Linked DNA regions of Mus musculus: region 1 is linked to region 2. Evidence: chromatin contacts called from public promoter capture Hi-C data. All regions are on one chromosome and are shown on one strand. Each heading gives the region's core, a stretch centred on a gene start, on an enhancer-like site or on the middle of the called end of the contact. The rest is flanking DNA. Distances are from core to core; before and after follow the strand shown. Region 1 holds the start of Med27 (mediator complex subunit 27). Region 2 holds the start of Fcnaos (a long non-coding RNA gene).

What was found. Promoter capture Hi-C pulls out the DNA fragments that hold promoters and counts their contacts.
Region 1: a contact with region 2 is called in a promoter capture Hi-C map of maxillary cranial neural crest. The contact joins the promoter of Med27 here to the promoter of Fcnaos in region 2. A contact is called at or near these places in 3 of 39 promoter capture datasets (liver, maxillary cranial neural crest and second pharyngeal arch cranial neural crest).

The regions. Positions count from the first base shown.
Region 1 is chr2:29,344,283-29,348,389 of GRCm38.p6, reverse strand. It overlaps Med27 (mediator complex subunit 27), which reads right to left and starts at 1,580. Exons shown (of 8, transcript NM_026896.5): 1 at 1,343-1,580. The coding sequence starts at 1,545.
Region 2 is chr2:25,607,698-25,611,377 of GRCm38.p6, reverse strand. It overlaps Fcnaos (a long non-coding RNA gene), which reads right to left and starts at 2,048. Exons shown (of 8, transcript XR_003954003.1): 1 at 1,909-2,048. Rabl6 (RAB, member RAS oncogene family-like 6) reads left to right here and starts at 2,897. Exons shown (of 15, transcript NM_001024616.2): 1 at 2,897-3,265. The coding sequence starts at 3,136. Ccdc183 (coiled-coil domain containing 183) reads left to right here. Exons shown (of 14, transcript NM_029859.1): 10 at 748-908; 11 at 1,585-1,753; 12 at 1,837-1,947; 13 at 2,022-2,118; 14 at 2,585-2,749. The coding sequence ends at 2,703.

The DNA.
Region 1 (4,107 bases), core at 331-2,830, 3.7 Mb before region 2:
CAACACTTCACTACTTCCTCCTCCATCCTACTTGACTAGTTGATGGGTGGAGGGAGTCCTGGGGGTTTGCCTGCCTGACACACAGAAGGCACGGAGCTGGAACCAGGCACTATAGAGGAACATGAGGTGGAAGAGAGGAAACCCAACCTGACCAGATCACCAAATGCTCAATTTCAGAAGTAAAAAGCTCAAATCCAAGCCGGGCGTGGTGGTGCACGCCTTTAATCCCAGCACTCCGGAGGCAGAGGCAGGCAGATTTCTGAGTTTGAGGCCAGCCTGGTCTACAGAGTGAGTTCCAGGACAGCCAGGGCTATACAGAGAAACCCTGTCTGGGGGGGGGGGGGAGACCTCAAGTCCTTCCATTCTAATTTCTAAGACAGGAAGAAAACACAAGTTCAGGCACAGAAGACATGCCTACTAAACTGTGTGTGGTGGCACACACCTTTAATCCCAGCAGATTAATCCAGAGAGGCAGAGGCAGGAGGATCTCTTGTGAGTTTGAGGCCATCCTGGTCTACAAATTGAATTCCAGGACAACCAAGACTGTTACCCTGAGAATCCCTGTCTCAAAATCCAAAGTGCCTTCTATGCATGGCATCTGAGTAATGTCTTCTCAGCAAACTCTTAATACACTAATGATGTAAAAGGAGTCCCGTGAGGGAAATATGTAATCCCCAATTATTAGGGGTTAACCTGCTCAAACATTCCTTTCCCGTTGTAGTGAACTGAGTCCTCTGAAACTGAACCTAAATAAATTCTTCCTCTTAAACATCCTAATAGATGTAAGACTGTATCTCTCGAGAAAAGAGCTAAACAAAAGGAATGATGGTGACTGGCAGTGAGGAGCAGGTGGCTTCGGAGGGGAAATGGAAAGAGGCAAAGGTAACGGAGGTAGTCTGAGAATGAGGTGAGGTGGAACTGATGAATTCTAGGCTCTGAGGATGGGAACTGGAGCTCATCGGATCGAGAGGTACGTAATTGGGCCTGGGACAGTGTTGATGGGGAGACTGGCCCGATGTGATGGAGCCCAAGGAAAAGGTCTGATAAGATCGACGAGGTGGAAGTTCCTGAGAAGAGGTTTCCTCATCAGATAGGACCACTACAGCGGGAACCGAGGACCACAGATGACAACCAGGACGAAATGGCCAACAGAATGAATACTAGGTAACGGGACGGGAGACAAGGAGTCCCTGAGAGGCTGACTAGGACCGGGAGATGAGCGAAAGTGACAGCGGACTGTGAATAAAGGAGAGAGGCCCGTGACTGGGCAGACTGGCGCGGGATCCGGGCGGGACAGGTGCCAGAAGGGTCCTCAACCCCGATCCTTTCAGCCAGTACCTACTTGAGGTCCCGGTTGACGGAATGCAAGTTGTCCTGGAAGTTCGCGATGAAGGCCTTCTCGCGGCCCTCCAGCGTCTCTTTGTTGCGCATGCCATCCTTAAGGCAGTCGAAGACCCTACTCACGCTAGAGCGTAGCGCCTGGATGGCGCTAATAGCCTGCGAAAAGGCCTCCAGGTTCACACCAACGCTCAGCACGTCCGCCATGTTGCAGCTGTCACAGCCGGCTTTCCAGAGTCCACAGCCTGAGCGGCGCGCGGCGCTTCGTGATGACGTTGTCCTAGGAGGGTATTGGGATGTGTAGTTTGCGACGTGGCTCCCATCCAGGAAGCTCTAGCGAACTTGGAAAAACAGCGCCAGTCTGACTGAATGAGAGAGTTGACCACAAGTTATGATCTCCATCTAGGGAAGTCATTTTGTCCTCTCCTTTTGCTTAATAGTGAATGACAAAGAAATGCAGAAGCCCACTGTGTATCTCCAAAATTTGAACAGTCACATAGGAATTTCTCAAAACAATAAAATGTCCCCAGAGTACATGAATGAGTCCATATTCATAAATAAAGGGGAAGAACTCTCTTACCTGTAGTAAAATGCCAACACATAAATGAAGGCAGAGTGATACAAGAAAACTGCCACTTGGCAGCCTAAATAATTGGTTAAGGTATGAATCAATTGATGTTTTTTCGAAACAGCAAGGTATTCTATATAGTTTCAAAACGTTTTTCTTTATGAAACTTAAAAGGAAATAGAAAACATTTGGGCTACATGAGGACCTGTGTCCAAAAAGTAAATTAACAATAATAATAATAATAGAAATTATGGTATGTGTCCAAAAGAATTGAAAGCAGTGTCTAAATGAGATGTTTGTACTTCCATATCCACCGCAACCTCATTCACTATAGTCAAGTGTGAAAGGAGCCAGATATCTACCAACGTATAAGCAAATAAGCAAAATGTGATTATATATGATACAAATTGATATATACTGTGACATCAAAATGGACAATATACCTTTCAAGTTAATGGAAGATCAAAACAGGGAAAATAGACCTTGCAGCTTAGGGGATCTGTTTGCAGTTAAGACAGTTAAGAATAAGTTCCTCTGTCCTGTGCAGGCTAAAGTTTCTGTTTGTAATTAAAGAATAAGTTCTATTTGCCTCATGTTAAGTCCTTGCAAGTTAGGGTTTTTATTTGTAATTAAGAATAAGTTCCTGGGACTAGAGAGATGGCTCAACGATTAAGAGCACTGACTGCTCTTTCAGAGGTCCTAAGTTCAATTCCCAGCAACCACATGGTGGCTCACAACCATCTGCAGTGGGATCAGATGCCCTCTTCTGGTGCATCTGAAGTCAGCTACAGTGTACTCACATACATAAAATAAAAATAAATCTTAAAAGAAAAAAAAAAGAATAAGTTCTTGTTCTTTTTGTTTGGTTTGTTTTTGTTTGGTTTTTCGAGACAGGGTTCCTCTGTGTAGCCCTGACTGCCCTGGAACTCACTCTGTAGACCAGGCTGGCCTTGAACTCAGAAATCCACCTGCCTCTGCCTCCCAAGTGCTGGGATTAAAGGCGTGTGCCACCACTGCCCTGCCAAGTTCTTGTTCTTTAGGTAAGCTGCAAAACACGTTTTCAACCTCTACACTAAACTCGTGACCACATTCACTAGATGAGCATCCCTCCCCTTGTTCCTCCCTTTCATTGCATCTTTCTAACAGTCGTCTGTGTGAGCACTCTCCTATAAAAAGGACCTCAAGGGGCTGTGTATTAGTCAGGGTTCTCTAGAGTCACAGAACTTATGGACAGTCTCTAGATAGTGAAGGAATTTATTGATGACTTACAGTCGGCAGCCCAATTCCCAACAATTGTTCAGTCGCAGCTGTGAATGGAAGTCCAAGGATCTAGCAGTTACTCAGTCTCACACAGCAAGCAGGCGAAGGAGCAAGAGCTAGAGCTAGACTCCCTTCTTCCAATGTCCTTATATTGTCTCCAGCAGAAGGTGTAGCCCAGATTAAAGGTGTGTTCCTTAAACTCCAAGATTCAATCTTCTGGAATCCATAGCCACTATGGCTCAAGATCTCCATACCAAGATCCAGATAAGGATCTCCAAGCCTCCAGATAAGGGTCACTGGTGAGCCTTTCCAATTCTGGATTGTAGTTCATTCCAAATATAGTCAAGTTGACAACCAGGAATAGCCACTACAGGCTGCTCTCCCAAATCCTGACTTGGGGTGAGTCAGCTGGCTAGCCACTCTAGATTCACCCCCAAATAGATTACTTTAGTTGGACAACAGTGGATTTGGTCTTTTCTCCTCTAGATTCTCAGGTTTAACATTACCTTTTTTCCTAAGAGGGAAATTCTGACACATGCCAATCAGATAACATCCTAATAACATCTGCAGATTCATGAATCATTTTATTGTTTAGGCGTGATGATAAAGACCTGTAACCCCAGAACTTGAGAGTAAATCAGAAGTCTAGGACTTAAAAGTCAGCATAGGTGCAGCATGGGTGCTATACCAAAAGAAAAAAAAAAGACATGTTTGGGGGCTGGGCAGAGGCTTAGTGACTAAGTGCACTGGCAGCTCTTATAGAGGGTGTGGGTTTGGTTCCCAGAATCCACATGGCAGCTCACAATCAGCTGTAATTGCAGTCCAAAGGGATCTCTTGCCCTACTCTGGCCTTCAAGATCACAGCACACACGTGGTGTACAAGTGTGCTTGTAAGCAAAATACCCGTACAAATAAAATAAAATGAAGAGGGACGGCACACA
Region 2 (3,680 bases), core at 799-3,298:
AGATTAGACCTCCCATGAAGGTCCCCAAACATGATAATCCCAAGCCTGGGAAAAGTCTGGGGTTTTTGAGGTATGTAGCTCAGAAAAGAAGATACCCTCAGGGCCAGGCATGGTGGCGCACACCTCTAATCCCAGCACTTGGGAGGCAGAGGCAGGAGAATTTCTGAGTTTGAGGCCAATCTGGTCTACAGAGTGAGTTCCAGGACAGCCAGGGCTACACAGAGAAACCCTGTCTCAAAAAAATAAAGAAAGAAGATATCCTCAGCACATGGCTGGCTTGTCCCCACCATGTTCCATGTTCAGGACAGAGCCTACCAGAATCTGAAAATCCAAATGCTAGGAACCTGGCCTCTCGCTTCTGCTCTAGCCCCTTTCCAACTTGACAGCCACAGCGAACAGCTGCTTCTTATGGCCTTCTTTTGTCATAGACCCTCCTGAGTTCCCATTGTCAGGCCTTGAGCGCCATCCATAGCATCTTGACTGAATGTGATACAAGGTGTCTTCATGGTAGGTGAGGTTATTTATCCTCTGCCTACCATGAAAGCGATGTAACCAGGCTATATACAGGCTACCATTCTGCCCAGCTCCTCACAAACCTCAGCACCCAAAAGCACTCAGGGTCATGACTGAGCCCCAAGTACCAAGAATGTGCACTATCTACTACAAGGGGCCCCCGAGATACCAGGGCTAGGAAGCCCTGCTGCCTCCCAAGCCCACACCTGTGTCTCTCTGCCCTGGTCTGGTTAGGACATAGCTGGCCGCTTCCTAGCTCAGAAAAATACAGAGGAGAACCTGGAGCTACAGATGGAGGATTGCGAGGAGAGGCGGACACAGTTAGAGGCCCTGATGAAGAAGCTAGAACTTGAGGAGGCTGTGCTCAAGTTCCACCAGACTCCCAGCGCTGTTGGGTATGTTCCCCGGCTCCTGGATGGCTCCACAGGTACAAGCTAGTAGCTGCACATATCCACTGCCAGTGAATTTGTTCATCTGCAGAAGAGTTGAGGACCTGCCCGCTTGACGCTTAATTATGAGTCCCTGAAGTTGCCACCTGGTTCTGGACCCCTGTGGGCCTACCCTCACTGCTGTGCCCACCTCCCCCTCACTGCTGTGCCCACCTCCCCCTCACTGCTGTGCCCACCTCCCCCTCACTGCTATGCCCACCTCCCCCTCACTGGTGTGCCCTCCCCCCCTCACTGCTGTGCCCACCTCCCCCTCACTGCTGTGCCCTCCTCCCCCTCAGTGCTGTGCCCTCCTCCTCACTGCTGTGCCCTCCTCCTCCTCACTGCTGTGCCCACCCTCCCCCTCACTGCTGTGCCCACCTCCCCCTCACTGCTGTGCCCACCTCCCCCTCACTGCTGTGCCCACCTCCTCCTCCTCACTGCTGTGCCCACCTCCTCCTCCTCCTCACTGCTGTGCCCACCTCCCCCTCACTGCTGTGCCCACCTCCTCCTCCTCACTGCTGTGCCCACCTCCTCCTCCTCCTCACTGCTGTGCCCTCCTTCTCCTCCTCACTGCTGTGCCCTCCTTCTCCTCCTCACTGCTGTGCCCTCCTCCTCCTCACTGCTGTGCTTACCTCCCCCATAGCTTTAACTCTATCCAGAAGAAGATGAAGAACATGCTAGAAGAGGAAGAAGCAAGACTCAAGCAGGCCCAAAACAACATGAATAAGGGCCAGCAGCTGCTGCTGGTCATCCAGACAGGTATTGACAACCTCTACATCCGGCTCATCGGCATCACCTTGCCAACCTTCCAGGTATCAGCCCCCGGGGAGGAGATGCTGTGTACAGGGTCCCTGTGTGGGACCACAGGAAAACCAGCTGCTCCTCTGACCCACAGAAAGAAATAGCAGTCTCTAACACTCTTGATGTGTACGGCAAGCTGGATTATTGTGAGGGAAAGCTTATCTACCTGGCTGAGCGCATGCAAACGTTGTCCAGAAATGAGGAGGTAACCCTGGGCCATGGAGGGGTCCCCACAAAGCCCATGTGCTCTCCAAGATGATAATGGGTGCTGCCCTGCAGGTTGACACAAAGGTGAGGGACACCTTGGAGTCATCAACTCTAAAAGAGAAACATAATACCAGAATTACCTTTGAGGACCCAGAGGAGGACATGATAGGTGAGGCTCTACATGCCGGCCACAGGAAGATGGAGAAGGACGACAAGAACAATAGCTGCAACTAGATAGGGTCTGAACTCAAGACAAGAGATGGCATACATGGTGACTGGGCGCTGAAGGGAAAGGTTTTAATCGATAGACGTTACAGAGGTTTCTTTTTCTGAGACAAAAGGGACGTATATCATGGGATGGGCCAGAAGGGAGCCCAGACCGAACTTTTAGAAGAATTTCTGCTACAGAGGCAAGGTGGGGTGAAAGGATAAGGACAGCTAGTGTGGATAATCTTGGCAAATCCTAGTTGTCTGGCACCTGGCCTTAGGTGACTTAGGGCAGGGGTCTCCAGTCATTGATACATGTCTGAAATGAGCTCCCGGCAGGAGATGGCCTATGGCAGCAAACGCCAACAGGTAGAGGTGGGAGGCTTCTGGAAAGAGGGTGGCAGCCACTCCTTTTCTTGCCTGTTCAGAAACCTTCCAGTTTGCGGATGTGGACCATAGTTACGTCCCTTCGCGGGCGGAGATAAAGAAACAGGCCCAACAGCTGATCGAGGCGAAGCTCAAGGGAGCCAAAAAGAAGAAAAAGTAAACCTGTCTGGGCTGTAGTACAGAAATAAACATTTTTCCAGAACTACACTAGAGGAAGGAGAAACCTCGGGACTCTTGAGGACCGGGAAGCTGATCGTTGGACCAGAGGGGGTTGGTGGCGGCGAGGTGGAGATGCTAGAAAAGGGCGGGACCTAGTGCGCTCTCTGCGCATGCGGCGGCTACGTGTCCCTTTTAGCGTCCCGTAGCCGCGCCGGCGCCAAGATGGCGGCGCTGACGGGTGCCTGGCTGCCGCGCCGAGGGCCGTGGAAGCCGGAGCGGAGCCACAGAGGCTGAGGCCCCAGAACCTCGCTCGAGGCCGCGCCCGCTCCGGCCTCGGGGGAAGCCTGGGCCGGCCGGACATGGTGCGGGGTGCGCTGTGCTGCTGCCGCTGCTGAGCTCGCAGGCCAGCCCGGCTCGCACGTCCAGCAGGAACATGTTCTCCGCGTTGAAGAAGCTGGTGGGGTCGGAGCAGGCCCCAGGCCGGGACAAGAACATCCCCGCCGGGCTGCAGTCCATGAACCAGGCGCTGCAGAGGCGCTTCGCTAAGGGGGTTCAGTATAACAGTGAGTGCGGGCCGCGCCGTCGGGCAGGCCGGGGCGGCTGGCAGGGCCCGGGGCGGCCACCCAGCCTACTAGGGTCTGGAAGAATCAGAGGGTAGGGGCGGACGGGTCCCTGGGTTCTGAGTAGTGGTCGTTCCTTGAGGGACATCACCTGACAGGAGACCTCCAGAGAACAGCTGTGCGGCGACACTAGCGGAGCAGCGGTGGAGGACCCTGATTGGCGCGGGTACCCTGCGGAGAGAGACCATTACATAACCCGAGGGTGCGCGCGCGGGGCTGCGTGTGCCTGCCTCCTCTCCGCCCCCCGCGCCTGCTCTCACTTGAGGCTCCTGAAAGTCGGAGGCTCCTGAAAGTCGGTCGCCTGTGGGCCTTGAGCCTTGATTTTGTTTTTTTGTTTTTTGTTTTGTAAGGGATATGC